Linked DNA regions of Mus musculus: region 2 is linked to region 1. The links are chromatin contacts, called in public HiChIP or PLAC-seq maps. All regions are on one chromosome and are shown on one strand. The core of a region is the stretch at or near the end of the contact, and the rest is flanking DNA. Distances in the headings are between cores, read along the strand shown.

Region 1 (6,914 bases), core at 203-2,702:
GACTACACTAGTGGCTCTAGAAGGTCTGGTGTAAACAAAAGGATTCCATACACCCATTGGCACTGGCATCACAATTGCAGAAAAACAAAACAAGACATTTTTGATGAAGGGAAATTAAAGACTGTCTAAAATGTGATTATTTACAAATGACAAGCAACAAGTGTTCTGGATGCTAGCACCAGGTACTAGAAGAGACATCTACAACAAGAAGCTAACATTATAGCCAGTGGATAACTCAACCATTTCTCTACAGACAGATACCAACAAAGTTGCTTCCCCAAAAGGAATAAGCATGTATGGGCTTGGGTGACAACTGTATGACCCCAACTTCTGTGCCTTCCCCACAAAACCTGTCATTCACCATGAAATCCAGGGCACAGGAACAAATGGGTTGGAGATAAATGGTAGTGATTATCAGGCAAAGTATCCCTATGAATATCATGGTGAGTACCTGGATAACTATCCTCAAACAATGACCAGGGCATTGATTATTAGAGTAACACACAGAAGGGCAGTATTTAAGTCCATTGTTTTTATCCAGTGAGACCCAACCTAGCCTTGGGCAATTCTTTTCTTGTGTACCTAAAACACTACTATGCTTATTATACCTTTAAAAAATGCCTTACATATATTCCTTTTCATCCTCCTCCATAAATAGTTGCATTTTAGTCTGGAGCAGTTAAATCCCATAGCATAATCAATATCTTGTCTATGAGGTAAGGGGATGCTATGAAAGGGCAGACAGTTCTTTGAAGATCTATGTGTTATTTTACAATCGTATACTTAAGCTAATATTTCAAACAATAAGAAACTATGTTTATGTTTTACAGTTTTGTCTGTATCTGTCATGTACACAGAAGACTAAAATCTTGGTTTGCTAAATGTGGTCTTTGCTAGCCAAATCTAAGATGCAGAGTTTAGAACCTGACACACTGATGTTTTTCTGTAGTATTGTCTGCTACATTTTAAATGAAGTCACAATCAGTGTGTGTCTGTGATTATATGTGTACTCATTCTCTTCCGTAAGCTGACAAGACCATTTCCAAGTTGCACTTCTAAAGGTGTGTATGCAAAAATGGTCTCAGACATGTAGGTTTGGGTGGTGTGCCTGCAGACTTCATTTGTAACAATGTATCACTGTTGAGTTGCTCTGTTTCCTTCAAGTGTATTTATTGCTGCATTTCTCAGCATAAACTTATATCATTGTATTTTTTATAAATAAATATTTTTGAAAAAATAGAAAAGATAGGTTTCTGCTTATGTAGTCCAATGTTTCATTTAGTTGAGTCTCTTTTAAACAGGGTCTCTGGCACAGATGTCTGATAGTCTTGTATTTATCCATTTCAAACATTTGAAATGGCACCTGCAGACTAAAATAACCTTATCCTGCTCTGCACACAGACTCTGAGACTGTTTATCAGACCTGTGTCGAAACTGGGAAATGATAAAGACAGCGGCGGTCCAGGAAATGCAGCCTGTGAAAGTTCAGGTAAATCGAGATGAGTACAAATTATAGAAGAGAAAAGTTGCTGACTACCAAGGAAACAACTACGTAAAATCTGTCACTTCCTGGCTTCCATTGAGAAATCTGAGTACATCTAACACCGGGAGAAGTGTGTAGTGATCCAGCTATTTAGGGCTATTCTGAGCAAGAGCAGCTGTGCTCTCGCTTCTGAAACACATGGCTCAACATTCATAAAGGACAGGACCGGGATAACTTTTGAGATTCCTTAAAAGTTCTATTATGCAAAACTAATTGCTGATAACAAGTGTGACAAATATTTGCCATTGAGGAATAGCTTTCCAACTAGCATATGAACTGGAATAGGTGGGTAAAGTTTCCTCACAACAGCCTGGTTCTCCTCACTTTCCTCAGCAGAGCAACTCCCTGGAATTATTAATCCTGATGGTCATGTTTGGAGGAATAGATCAGGGTGGGGGCTGATCACAATCAATGTACAACATGGGTTCCTTCTTATAGCATGAATGAGATACCTGGGGAAATGCGAATTTCTTTGGAGTTCATTTTTCAAGTATGATATTCAGCTGTAAAGACAGTGTCTCTTTAGACAGTCTTTCTTTCTGCCAGACTAGGAGCTTTGGAAATAGACAAACTTGACCTTTGGCCTCATGGAGTTTACAGAATTGTATTCTGAAAATAACCAAGGCACATGAAGTAACTATAACGCTGACACTAAAATCTGTAAAAAACATGTCAAGAAAATTCTCTCAATGGGAACAGTTCTGACCACCTAACCCCAAGCCTCTCTGAAGAATTCTGCTGTGTCCCCAGAAGTGGTTCAATTTGTTGCTTTCAGAAAGCACTTGCTCTTTCATTCCCAAGATACTGGTTTTCAAGGATTCAACACAAGCTTGTTTCATGTCCTCCTTCCTCCTCATTTCTCCCTGATACAAGATTTGCCTTCCCTGGAGTGCCCATCATCTGGACCAGACCTTCTACCTTCCTGGACCTAATTATTTCCCTATTCTCTAGAGTTCTATATTAGTCAGTGTTCTCTAACTTATTCTGTTCATCACTAAACGCCCATACATTATACATTATATACATATACAATAATATATATATATATATATATATATATATATATATGTATATATATATATATATATATATGTGTGTGCATGTGGGTGTACATGTTTATATGTATCTGATATATGGGTATTTAACATATGTTAATATATTATATCATATATTTAATATATAAAGGTATTGCCGTGTCCTGGACACTTTCTGCCAAACACTAACTGCTCTTGTTGGTTAGGGGTAAGATGGTGCAAAGTCAACGACACAGATTCCAGGAGCAGGTGAGAAACGCCACAGCAAGTTCATCTGAACACTGCTGCAAGCCCCTTTAATACCCTTCACCCTCACCCCCATTGGTTCCAAGAAAGCATCTCTTCTAAACAGCAATTCCTGATTGGCTGGCATTGTTTGCACCAGGAATGCTTCGTCTCTTAGACAGTCCTCAATTAGGTCCTCCAGGAGGAGATGCTTTTGCAGCTGCACAGCCTCCAGTGCTTACATAGAGGTGACCCTACCGTTCCTGCTACATAGAGGGATATATTATATGGAGATAAAATACATAAATGAGGATTTACTACAATGACTAACAGGTTCAGCTACTCCAACAATGTGTGGATAAGATTGGTGAGATCAATGGAGTGCTCAAGAATCCCATAGATGTTCATTCAGTCCACAAGGCTGATGTTTTAGCTGATCTTCAGTTGTTGCATGTAGTTTTATAAAACCATGCTCCAAGCTATGCTCAAAGATCAGCTTCCACTAAAGGCTGTCTCACTTAGCCTCCACAGCTAGCTTTACCAAGCCACTCCAGGCTCACTTAGCTCTGCCAAGCTGCCAGCTCATGTTTGTCCCAAGAATGCTGCCTGTTCCTTCATGCCCATTCCTCCAGCTGCCCTCTTTCTCCTCCTGCCCACCTTAGCTGCAGAGGTTAACATCAGACAGCCTTAATATTTTAAAACTAGACAGTCAGAGCTAAGAATCTATTTCTCTAAACTCATCAGCTATCTTATATCAGAATTCCACTAGCGGTGGAGGCCACCACCAGTTCTAATTACCTCCCAGGCCTTACATGGTTCATGCTTCTCTCTCCAAAGCCTGGTCAAAAAGCCCCCCCCACCCCCACCCCCTCTTGCCCTCTCCTCTTCCTTCTGAGACCCGGAAATCCCACATTTTTCTCTTTGCCCAAAGATTGGCTTTGCCTTCTTTATTAACACAATCAAGAACCAACTAGGAAAATGGCACCTTCACCCACATTCAGTATATGCCAGAATCTCAAAGAGGTAACTCTAATGCTAGTGAAGGAATAGATTTCACAGTGACAGCAAGAGCAAACAGGCAGAGAGCTAGCAGGAGATGCAGCTCAGATTAAAGGTGAATCTTCCTATCTCAAAAGATCTGAGTTAAAGGTGAATCTTTCTACCTAAAGAGATTCAAATTCAAATGGGTCTTCCCCTTCAAATAATTTAGAAAAAAAAAATCCCTCACCAATGTACCCAGGCACTGAGGCATTAATTCCAAATGTAGAAAAATTGACAAATAAGAATAACCATCATAAATCCACCCCTTGTCAACTTGGCACCCAATCATATCTCCTTAAGCCATGCCTAATTTACATATGAAAACAATAACCAAGTCATAATTATGCCCATAGTTATACCCTTATATGAACATGGCATAACTATCCCTCATACAAATACAAACACATTATAAATTCTAGAGTAGGGGGCAATGTCCCTTGAGGGACATTCTTTTAGTGTCTCAAACTTAAATCTGATAAACATTGATAGTCTCTTAATGTTATATTATATGACAAAGAAACCAAAATTTGAAAACACAAATATCTGTATAAACATTCTTAACAAAGTACAATAGAAACACTCACACTGATTATAATACTTGTTTCTGAAACTGGTGAGCTATCCTTAGCCAGTATTTACAACTACCTTCCTCTGTATTTCTAAAGAAATATCCATTCTGCATTTCCTTCACTCTTAGCAAGCAAGGTCCTTTTTTCCTGACATAGTTCATTTTGATGGGTCTGTGCCCTTTTGTTATCCTTTGTTATTCTGGATTATATTGTTATAATTTCCCATTGACTTTAATCACAAGACATGGGAGCACCAAGAGGTACCCCACATGATCTCCTGATCTTCAGACATAATCTTTTCTATCTCCATTGCAACATAATCTTCCTTAGCTCGGTTACAGAGAATCGATCTCACTTCTGCACTGTAATCTATATCTGTCACCCTTCTAATGCTCTTATTCCTGTTTCAGCCTGGTGGCTTAAGGTCATCAGAAGCCCAAAGTGACCATGGGTAAGTCTGAGCTTCCAGTTTTATGGACTGTTTGTTGTATCCCTAGCAGGAGTGCTTCTACCTCTAAAAGCAAAACTTCTAGGCTAGTAGAAATTAAGGTAGTGGAAATAGGAAGCAAAAAAAGAAAAAAAATTAGTGGGTTGCTAGGCCTGATAATGAGTGAAACTATTCCCTTTTTCACCCTTGATTTCTGGACCTATGGATCCTGGCTACAGGAAAAAAAATACTATCTATTACACGCTGATTCAAAGCATATACTGCCTTCTGGAAGACCCTACTCTAGTCTTTGAGGATGCTGTTCCCTATTTGGCTCTGTAACTGTGAATTCAAAAGGCTACTACATTTTTAATCAAGCCAGCTGCTTCAGAGTGGTGGGGGGAAATAGAAAAGCCAGTGGATTCCATGATTATGTGCCCACTGTTGTACTTCTTTGACTGTGAAGAGAGTTCTTTGGTCAGAAGCAATACGGTGTATGTACCATTATGGTGAATACGGCATTTTGTAAGTTCATTCATAACAATTTTGGCAGAACCAGCAGGAAAGGCAAATCCATAGCCAGAATAATTATCTACTTCTATAAGGACAAAGAATTGTCTTTTCCATGAAGGAAATGGCTTACTACAGTCCATCTGTCACTAGTTGGTTGTCTGGTCATCATGAGGAATGGTACCATATCTGGGATTCAATGGTAGTCTCTGATGTTAGCAAATCTGGCCCTCAGCAGCAGCAGCAGCTGAACAACACTGAACTCCTCAGAACTTCACTGAGGTACAAGACTCTTGAATCAAAAAAAAAAAAAAAAAATATTTCCCATCCTCTGATGTGCACATGTATTACTAGTAAGTCATAGTTTGATAAGATCTTGATCACCTGTCTGTTCTACAAAGTATTGCATTGGTCCACTATATTGATGAAGCAGAAGAGAGATTAAAATGAAAGTAATGATGTAACAAGACATGGCTGTCCTGGAACTCACTCTGTAGACTAAGCTGACCTCGAATTTAGAAATCCACCTGCCTCTGCCTCCCAAGTGCTGGGATTAAAGGCGTGTGCCACCACGTCTGGCTGAGGAGAGTCTTTTGGTTTTGTTTTGTTTTGTTTTCGGGGGGGGGGGGGGAGGTTTGGTTGGTTGGTTGGTTTGTTTGTTTGTTTGTTTTTTCGAGACAGGGTTTCTCTGTATAGCCCTGGCTGTCCTGGAACTCATTTTGTAGACCAGGCTGACCTCGAACTCAGAAATCTGCCTGCCTCTGCCTCCCAAGTGCTGGTATTAAAAGTGTGCACCACCACGCCCGGCTGAGGAGAGTCTTAAAAGAAGCCCATTGCGGATCTTTTTCCAGATCCAGCTCATCATTCTACACAAGTTCTGCTATGGCTAGAAAGTAAAATGTCCTACACGCTCATCTGACTGAACAGTTGGTCCCCTGATGGTGGTGGTTCGGATTGACAAGGCAACAGAAAGTTTGAAACAAGTGCCTAACTGGTAAATAAATGCCCATGGGTCAGGGATTATGCATTTTAGCCCATTCCCAGTCCTGGCTTGGGGCTGCTTGTGATCTGCCTGTAAGGGAATGCCCTACCACCAGCAATGAAGCTATAGCCATCATGCCTTCCTCACTACGAAACTAGGAGGAAAAGAAAGCCTTCCTTCCTGCAGAGACATCTATTCAGGTATTTGGTCTTGTGATGGGAACAGTAACTAAGTCAGGAAACACAGGATACCTGATAGTGGTGTTATGACAGGCAGCTAGCAGTGGCTCTATTTTGAAAAAGCCCTGTATCCTCTCTTGGTGCCACAAGGTTAACTACCTGCGGTGCTTAAAGCCTGGCACCTCTGTCTTTATTTATGTGCCTCCTTTACTTTGGCTCTGACTCCTACAGGACTTGACAGAGGCATGTTAATCTCTAGGGAGTGTCTGTCTACCTAACCATTCTTAGTACCTTTCAAAGGCAAAGGCACAAAGATAAGTCATTGTCCAAAAGAGACAGCCAGTTTCCTTGGATTCCTGGAACAAGTTCTGAAGTACAGATACTTTCCAGGTGAAAACAATTAT
Region 2 (6,623 bases), core at 1,001-3,500, 340 kb after region 1:
ACTCCTGATTTTAAATAATGCCTCTCAAGAGGCCCAATGGCTAAGAGCTCCTGCTTTGCAAGAATGAAAACCTGAGATCAAATCTCCAACATGCAAGTAAAAAGCCAGGCATGGCTGGCTGCTCTCTTGTATACCCTCAGCTTTGCACGGTAGAGACAGGCAGATTCTGAAAGTTCATTGGCCAGGCAACTCCAACTAAATGCTAATCTTCTGGTTCAGTGGGAGACAGTGTCTCAAGGAACTGAAACCATCAGAGAAAGACATACTATACTCTTCTCTGGCCTCTGCATAAGGACACACACACACACACACACACACACGACAGAGAGTGAATAATGATTCTGGTATTGTGGCTATGTAACACCATTGCTTTTTTGCTGATTCTAGGGGAATAAGACTACTGGATGTGAAATGTGTTAAGATTTAAACAGGCAACATATGTAAATAAATTGACACAGATTAAGTCTTAAGGAATCCATAGTTAATAGTGTTTTCAAAACAATTAACGATGCTACTCAACCACAATGAGATCATATCCTGATAAGCCCCTCAGTAGATGAAAATATCACTTAACACCCATCACCTACTGGACAAACCAGCTAAGCAACCATGCTGGAGAGTATTGGTTGCTCACATTTGTGATCCCAGGCTGACCACAAACTGAGAGTACGGTGCCACTGCCCACTGTAAGTCATACCCCAAGAGGAAGATCAAAGCTCAACAACCCAAAAGAAATAAAAAAAAAATCACTAAAGCCAACCACTTTAGCTGTCAACATAAAATAGTTTCATTAGTTGGAAAGTAAAAAACAAAACAAAACAGAACAAAAACCTGGAGAATGAACCAAATTGGAGAACATTCTAGAAATCTCTCCAGAGTCTGCTTTTCCGATGTGTATGGAATCTGTGTTGGTTTTCGTTGTTGTTATTTGCCTTGGTTTTTAGTTTAGTGAGTATTACCTAGGCCTAGATGACCCTTCTAATTACATAGTTGAGGAGAACCAAGAACACTGATTCTTCTTCCTCTACCTCCAAAATTAGAGGATCACAAGAATGTGTTACAGTTCCTTACTTACATGGTGCCGAGACAGATGCCAGCGCTTCGTGAATGCAAAGCAAGCACTCTACAACTGAGTTATATGCCCCGTCCCAGCACTTAAGTTACTGAGGCAGCATATAAGGCCTCTCCAAAGATTCCAAGAGTGGTGTAGAAACCTCTGAGGGTTTTTGTCCTATCCACAGCTAGACAACTAGACACTCTGCTCATCACCCAGGGTATCAGCTTGGAAGCCTGGGTCTGGATTAACTTTTATGAGCCCTACTGTTGATCCTACTGGGAGAGAATAGGACCATTATCCCAATTTTTGAGCCAAAATTAAAGTAAGTTTTATTAAATGCTGGCCAAGACTATGGACTCTACCCAGATCCATACTCAGGATTCCCAGAAAACGGCCTCACACTGTGCTAATCTGGTGATTATAAAGGCACAACCTACAAGGCTGTGTATTTGCTGCCTTGGGGGTAAGCATACATCCTGCCTATGTACTTCCTGGTCCATGTGATTAAGGACATCCTGAGAAGTTGAAGCAACCAACCTTGTTTACAGAAGTGAAAACATTTTCATGGCTTGTTATCTTGCATGAATAGTAGCCCCCAGAATCCAGGAAGTTATCTGTCCGTGGGCAGAGAAAGTTATCTGCATTATAGGTTAGAGACATTTTTGTTTTATAGATCCCTTCAGCACAGGAATTAAAACTTAAAATATAACTTTAGCCCTCACAGTTGGAGTATATCATTTACCAAGCTGTAAAGGGCAATTAGGTTGTCTGATTTCACAAGACCAGGTTCACCGGATGGTGTCCAGCTTCCCCTGGTGAATGAGTGACCAGAACGAAAGCACTCTTCACCTCTGCTGAACTTGGATCCTTGAAGGTGGGGCTGACTAGAGTTACCAGGCTGTACAATGCTGTCTGGCCACATCTTGGAGCTGGGCACATTTCTCGTCCTCCCCTCAGGGAGGGGTTTATAGTACAGGCAGTTTTTTCAAAGAGGAACATTTCCTTAAACAGGACACCTTAGGCTTATCTGTTGTAGGAGAACAATTAACACAAGCTTTGTGAAGATCTGCAATTGAGAAAACACTGAGTTCCAAGCCAAGTCCAGTCACTTACACTGGCAGAGTCCATTCTCAGAGTCATCAGAGGTACGGGGTGTTCTCTAGGACTTGGTCCTGGTCCTGAGTTAGCACAGAGGCAAATAGTCCTTGCCTAAGAGTTGATGTTCCAGGAAAAAGTAGATGTGTGGTTGCCAGGATGACTATCTCCAACTCAGCTGGGTTTATTTTCGTCTGCCATTTTAAGAAGATGTTGGCTCAGGGGACAGACACATTCTGTACCAAGCCAACAGGTACCCTGCCAAAAATTCTGTGTCAAAAGCTGATGATGAGGGCTGAGGGATGTATGTCAGTTGGCAGAGTACTTGTCGAATGAGCACAAAGACCTAGGATCAATCCCCAGCACTGTGTAAAGGGATTGTGGTGGCACATATCTGCAAGGTCATCCTAAACTATATAGAAATATCAAAGGAAACCAGACAACTTGAGACCCTGATTTAAAACAAGGGAAAGGACTGAATAAAATAAATAGCCTCTGATATTTGGGCATTTAAATTTGTTGTTGTTGTATTTTTCCTGATTTCAGAACTCTTGCTGGAACAATCTCTACATTATGGTTGACTGTAGAAAGAGCTTCCAAGTTAGCGAGCTGAACCTCCTACAGATGAGGGTTAGAGGAGTAAGTATCTCCTCAGGAACTAATGCACGTGATTATGGGGCCTTACTAAATCTAAACTTCTCGGGTCAGCATCAGTCTTTAGTAAGACCTTCAGCTGACTAGACGGAACCCACCATGTCATAAAAAGTATTCTTGCTGCACAAAGAATCCATTGGTTTTCATGTTAATCTCACCCAAAGATGTTACAGAAACATCTAAAATAATGCTTGACTGAATATGCAGCCCCATAGCCCAGCCAAGTTGAGATGCAGAATGACTCACGCTGGTTTCTAAACACCTGCCAGTCTCCTACAGCCTCTGACACCATTAACCACAAAGGGGAGGGGGGGGGGAGGTTTTCTCTTTCCCTTACCCATCTCACTGTTAGTCTAGACTCACTACCAAAACCAGACATGAATATTGGGCTCTTACTGTGAAAGCAGAAGGTGCAGAGAAAGTTCCCTTCACACAGTTGATCAATAGCATTAGAAGTAACAAGAAATGAGAAAATTCACATGGTCCAAGTCGTCAGGCTCCTAACACACACAGCATGCTCTGCTCGGGGCCTTCCCTAGCCTACACACTTGCCTGGAAGGCAACAACTCCTTTTCAGTTCCTTGAGCTGTGGCTTTTCTTCCCCAAATCTTCTCTCATGTTCCTTTCCTCCAGGGAGGGTGGTTGTGACATCTGCACACAGAGACGCCGTGGGAGGCAACAGCTTCGTCCGTTGGAGTTTAAAGTCTAACGCAAACCCTGAGCCGTTATCTCACTATCCACTGTTACATAAGGAAACAGTCTTGACTGACACCCCTTTCTGTGGTCATGAGTTGTTTCCTCATTGCTCTTCCCTCAGCAGTCTCACCTTTAACCCAGGAAGTGAGGAGAACATGTTTCTGCCATGTGTATGTACCTTAGGCCTGAATAAAGCAGGGCTTTCATTATTTTAGATTGAACTAAAGAAGATTTAGCTACCTTGAAAAGCAACACTCACAAGGGGTTTCCACTAATAGCGATCCTCATCTCACTGTGAATGGGTATATAGTCATGCATGGTGTCTTGAGGACTCCTTTGATAGAATGATATAATCGACAGAACATGTAGACCCTGAGGCACTATGTGGAGCACACATCAGCAGGAGTACACACCTAGCTTGTTTCCAGTATTCAGTTTCTTACTCTCCCAGGCTGCACCTTCACTATGATGATAAGCACACTTCCCACCCACATGTGAAGGCCCTGATCCATGGCACCTGTGGAGACAGCCACAGACCATCACTCTTCTTCACAGCCCATAGCCGTGCCAGGAAGTCCGAGTTGAAATCTGTTCTCAAATGTTCTCATCCGTTCCATGGAATCATGTATTTCTGGTAAACATCTCTTCTTCTACTTAGACCAAGCCAGTGAGGGACTCAGCCAACACAGAAAGAAGAGCAGAAGGAGAATACAGACAACCCTCCCATTCTCAACGGTCAGCATTCAAGGCCCAGTGACATCTTGGCTCTTCCTGGATCTCATTTGTCAGTGCTTCCTGGAAGTCTATACAGTAAAACAAAGTGTGCATGTCTGCAGTGTCCGTCCAATAAATGCCATCTCTATATAGGTTGGTTAGTAATAGGTTTCTAACACCTGAGAAAACAGGAGGAGAGAGGGAGGCAAATCCTGGAAATTATATTATGAGGCATTCTTTGGTGCTTAGATTATGTGCAGAGAGTTAAATGAGATCATTAACATAAAATTTGTCATTTGTAAAGTGAAATTCATAGCTATGATTCTGTAGACATCTTTAACTAGGAGTAAAAATGATTCCTTAAAGACTAACAGATTTGTCATGCTTTATCATTTTCTTATTTTTATAAAAAATATTCCAAGACTGAGTCTCATATATTCCAAGTCTGGCCTCAAACTTACTGTGAGGCTCAAACTTACTGTGAGGCTGAGGATGGCATGGCCTTCTTACCTCTACCTTACAAGAGTTGGAATTACAGGCATACAACACCACTTCCTACAATGCTGGCACTGAAGCCAGGGTTGCACGCTATGCAGACAAACACTCAACCAACTAAGCTACATATCCATTCTCTTCACAATACATTATCTCTATCGCTGGTTCCCAAGGGTCTCAGATAATATAAATTAATCCTTAGATTCATGGGATCTTGAGTACAAAGCAACGTGTGCATGTGTGTTGTATACGTGTAAGAAAATGTCATGATCAAGCTTGTTAGTGCATGTTAATAAAGAAAATCAACACGTGCTACAGAAACAGACTAACAGCATTTAATGAACTGTTTATATGTCTCATGTATATTTAATGCCTGTCCTCACAGGTGTTTAGAATCAGCAAGACAAACTTCTAAAGGCAATTGTATCTACCTCATTAACTCAAATTAATTGTAGTATTATATTTCTTTGCTTTGAGGCTTGAATGAAATCAGCTCAGTCTAGCAACTGACTAAGTCACATTCCTTAGAGATTCTGATTGGCTGCTATTGATGCTGCAGGCATTTCTCAGAGGAAACTTACTTGTTGGATGGGTGTGCATGCAGGAAAAGCTAGATGGCCAAACTTAAGGAATCTTTAGCAGGAAATGTCTCCTATAGCTTGGTATGTTTATGTAATTTTGCTTGGTTTCACTGTCCAGCAATTATCATTTTATTTACTAGGGGAAAAGTCAGAGTATGGGGTTCGGGTGGTGAGGGAATAGTAACTTCAGGTCATTGGTCTAACATAGTACAGAAGGGTCCTTTTGTATACTCCCCTCAATACTAACTCTGAGGCATAAGTGCTAAAAAGAAAAAAAAAAGTTGCATGTAAAACTAGCCCATTGAAGAGGGGAGAGGGGTGGTTCAGGGTGTAAAGTTACTTATCACGAAAACCTGACAAGCTGAGCTTGAGTTCATTTGGTGCCCATGTAGAGGGGAGGAAATAAATGATTCCACAAAGTTGCCTTATGACTTGCACATACACACAAAATGAAAAAAAAACCCACATGTAATTTTTTAAAGGGCCAAGTTTACGTGGTTAACATTGAGACAAATAGATGCCGTTGTTTTTTACTAGAGGAATTCTCAGAGACTTGAACATTTCATGTTTTGTGACTCTCCACAAAGTCGTTAGCATGTAACCCAGGTTGATCCATTAAAGGCATTTGGTGAGCCCAGTAGACCGTAAAATATACTTTGAGAAATCTTGGCCCTAATAAAGTCTCAACTGGGAACTCCCCATTTCTTTTAGTTTGTTTGTTAGGGCTTTGGTTTTGGTTTTTTGAAACATGGTCTTCCTATGTAACCCCTTGCTTAGCTATAAATATCCCCCTGCCTCAGTCTCCTAAAGTGCCAGGATTACAGGCATGAGTCATCATCCTCCTCAACCTAACAGAGCTTCTTAATTCGCTTAAGAGGCCCACAAGTAGAATTTCACTGGAGCTGGTCTTGTCTCCTGGCAGGGCTCGTGAAATTAGAGTCACTTCATATGCACACTCGAAGACTTTGGTGTGCACTTAACATCTCTTTATTTCTATTATCAAAGTGTTATTTCTAGGACTGGGAATGGAAACCAGGTGCCGAGAGTACTCACAAAGAATTCATGAAGCCCTGGGTTCTATCCCTAACCCCTCACAAAACAGATACAGTGAGATAGCCCTGTAACTTAAAAACTCACTCGTTAGAGGTGGGTGGATCTGAAACAGAAGCTATCATCTACACAGCAAGTTTGAAACTAACTTGGACTACGTGACCCCTGTTGTGTTGTTATTCTTCTTGTTGTTGTTTGTTAAAAAAAAAAGAAAAAGTGAATTCTAGGTGAGCCAGGGCTACATATTGGAATACACACACACACACACACACACACACACA

The links. HiChIP or PLAC-seq counts read pairs in DNA pulled down with a chosen protein or histone mark.
Region 2: a contact with region 1 is called in an H3K27ac HiChIP or PLAC-seq map of hepatocytes, with 3 times the contacts expected there. The contact joins two enhancer-like sites. A contact is called at or near these places in 2 of 484 Hi-C or Micro-C datasets (both in liver) and 1 of 115 datasets of contacts at active chromatin or transcription factors (hepatocytes).

The regions. Positions count from the first base shown.
Region 1 is chr3:21,648,694-21,655,607 of GRCm38.p6, forward strand. It overlaps the pseudogene Gm17935. Among named protein-coding and RNA genes, the nearest start is that of Gm31693, 51 kb to the right of the region's middle. Within about 2 kb of position 1,453, at least 4 of the 459 cell types and tissues checked have an H3K27ac peak or open chromatin away from gene starts, as enhancers often do. A contact at or near this core is called in hepatocytes and liver, where this site is marked.
Region 2 is chr3:21,984,786-21,991,408 of GRCm38.p6, forward strand. No RefSeq gene overlaps it. Among named protein-coding and RNA genes, the nearest start is that of Gm31813, 24 kb to the left of the region's middle. Within about 2 kb of position 2,251, at least 164 of the 459 cell types and tissues checked have an H3K27ac peak or open chromatin away from gene starts, as enhancers often do. A contact at or near this core is called in hepatocytes and liver, where this site is marked.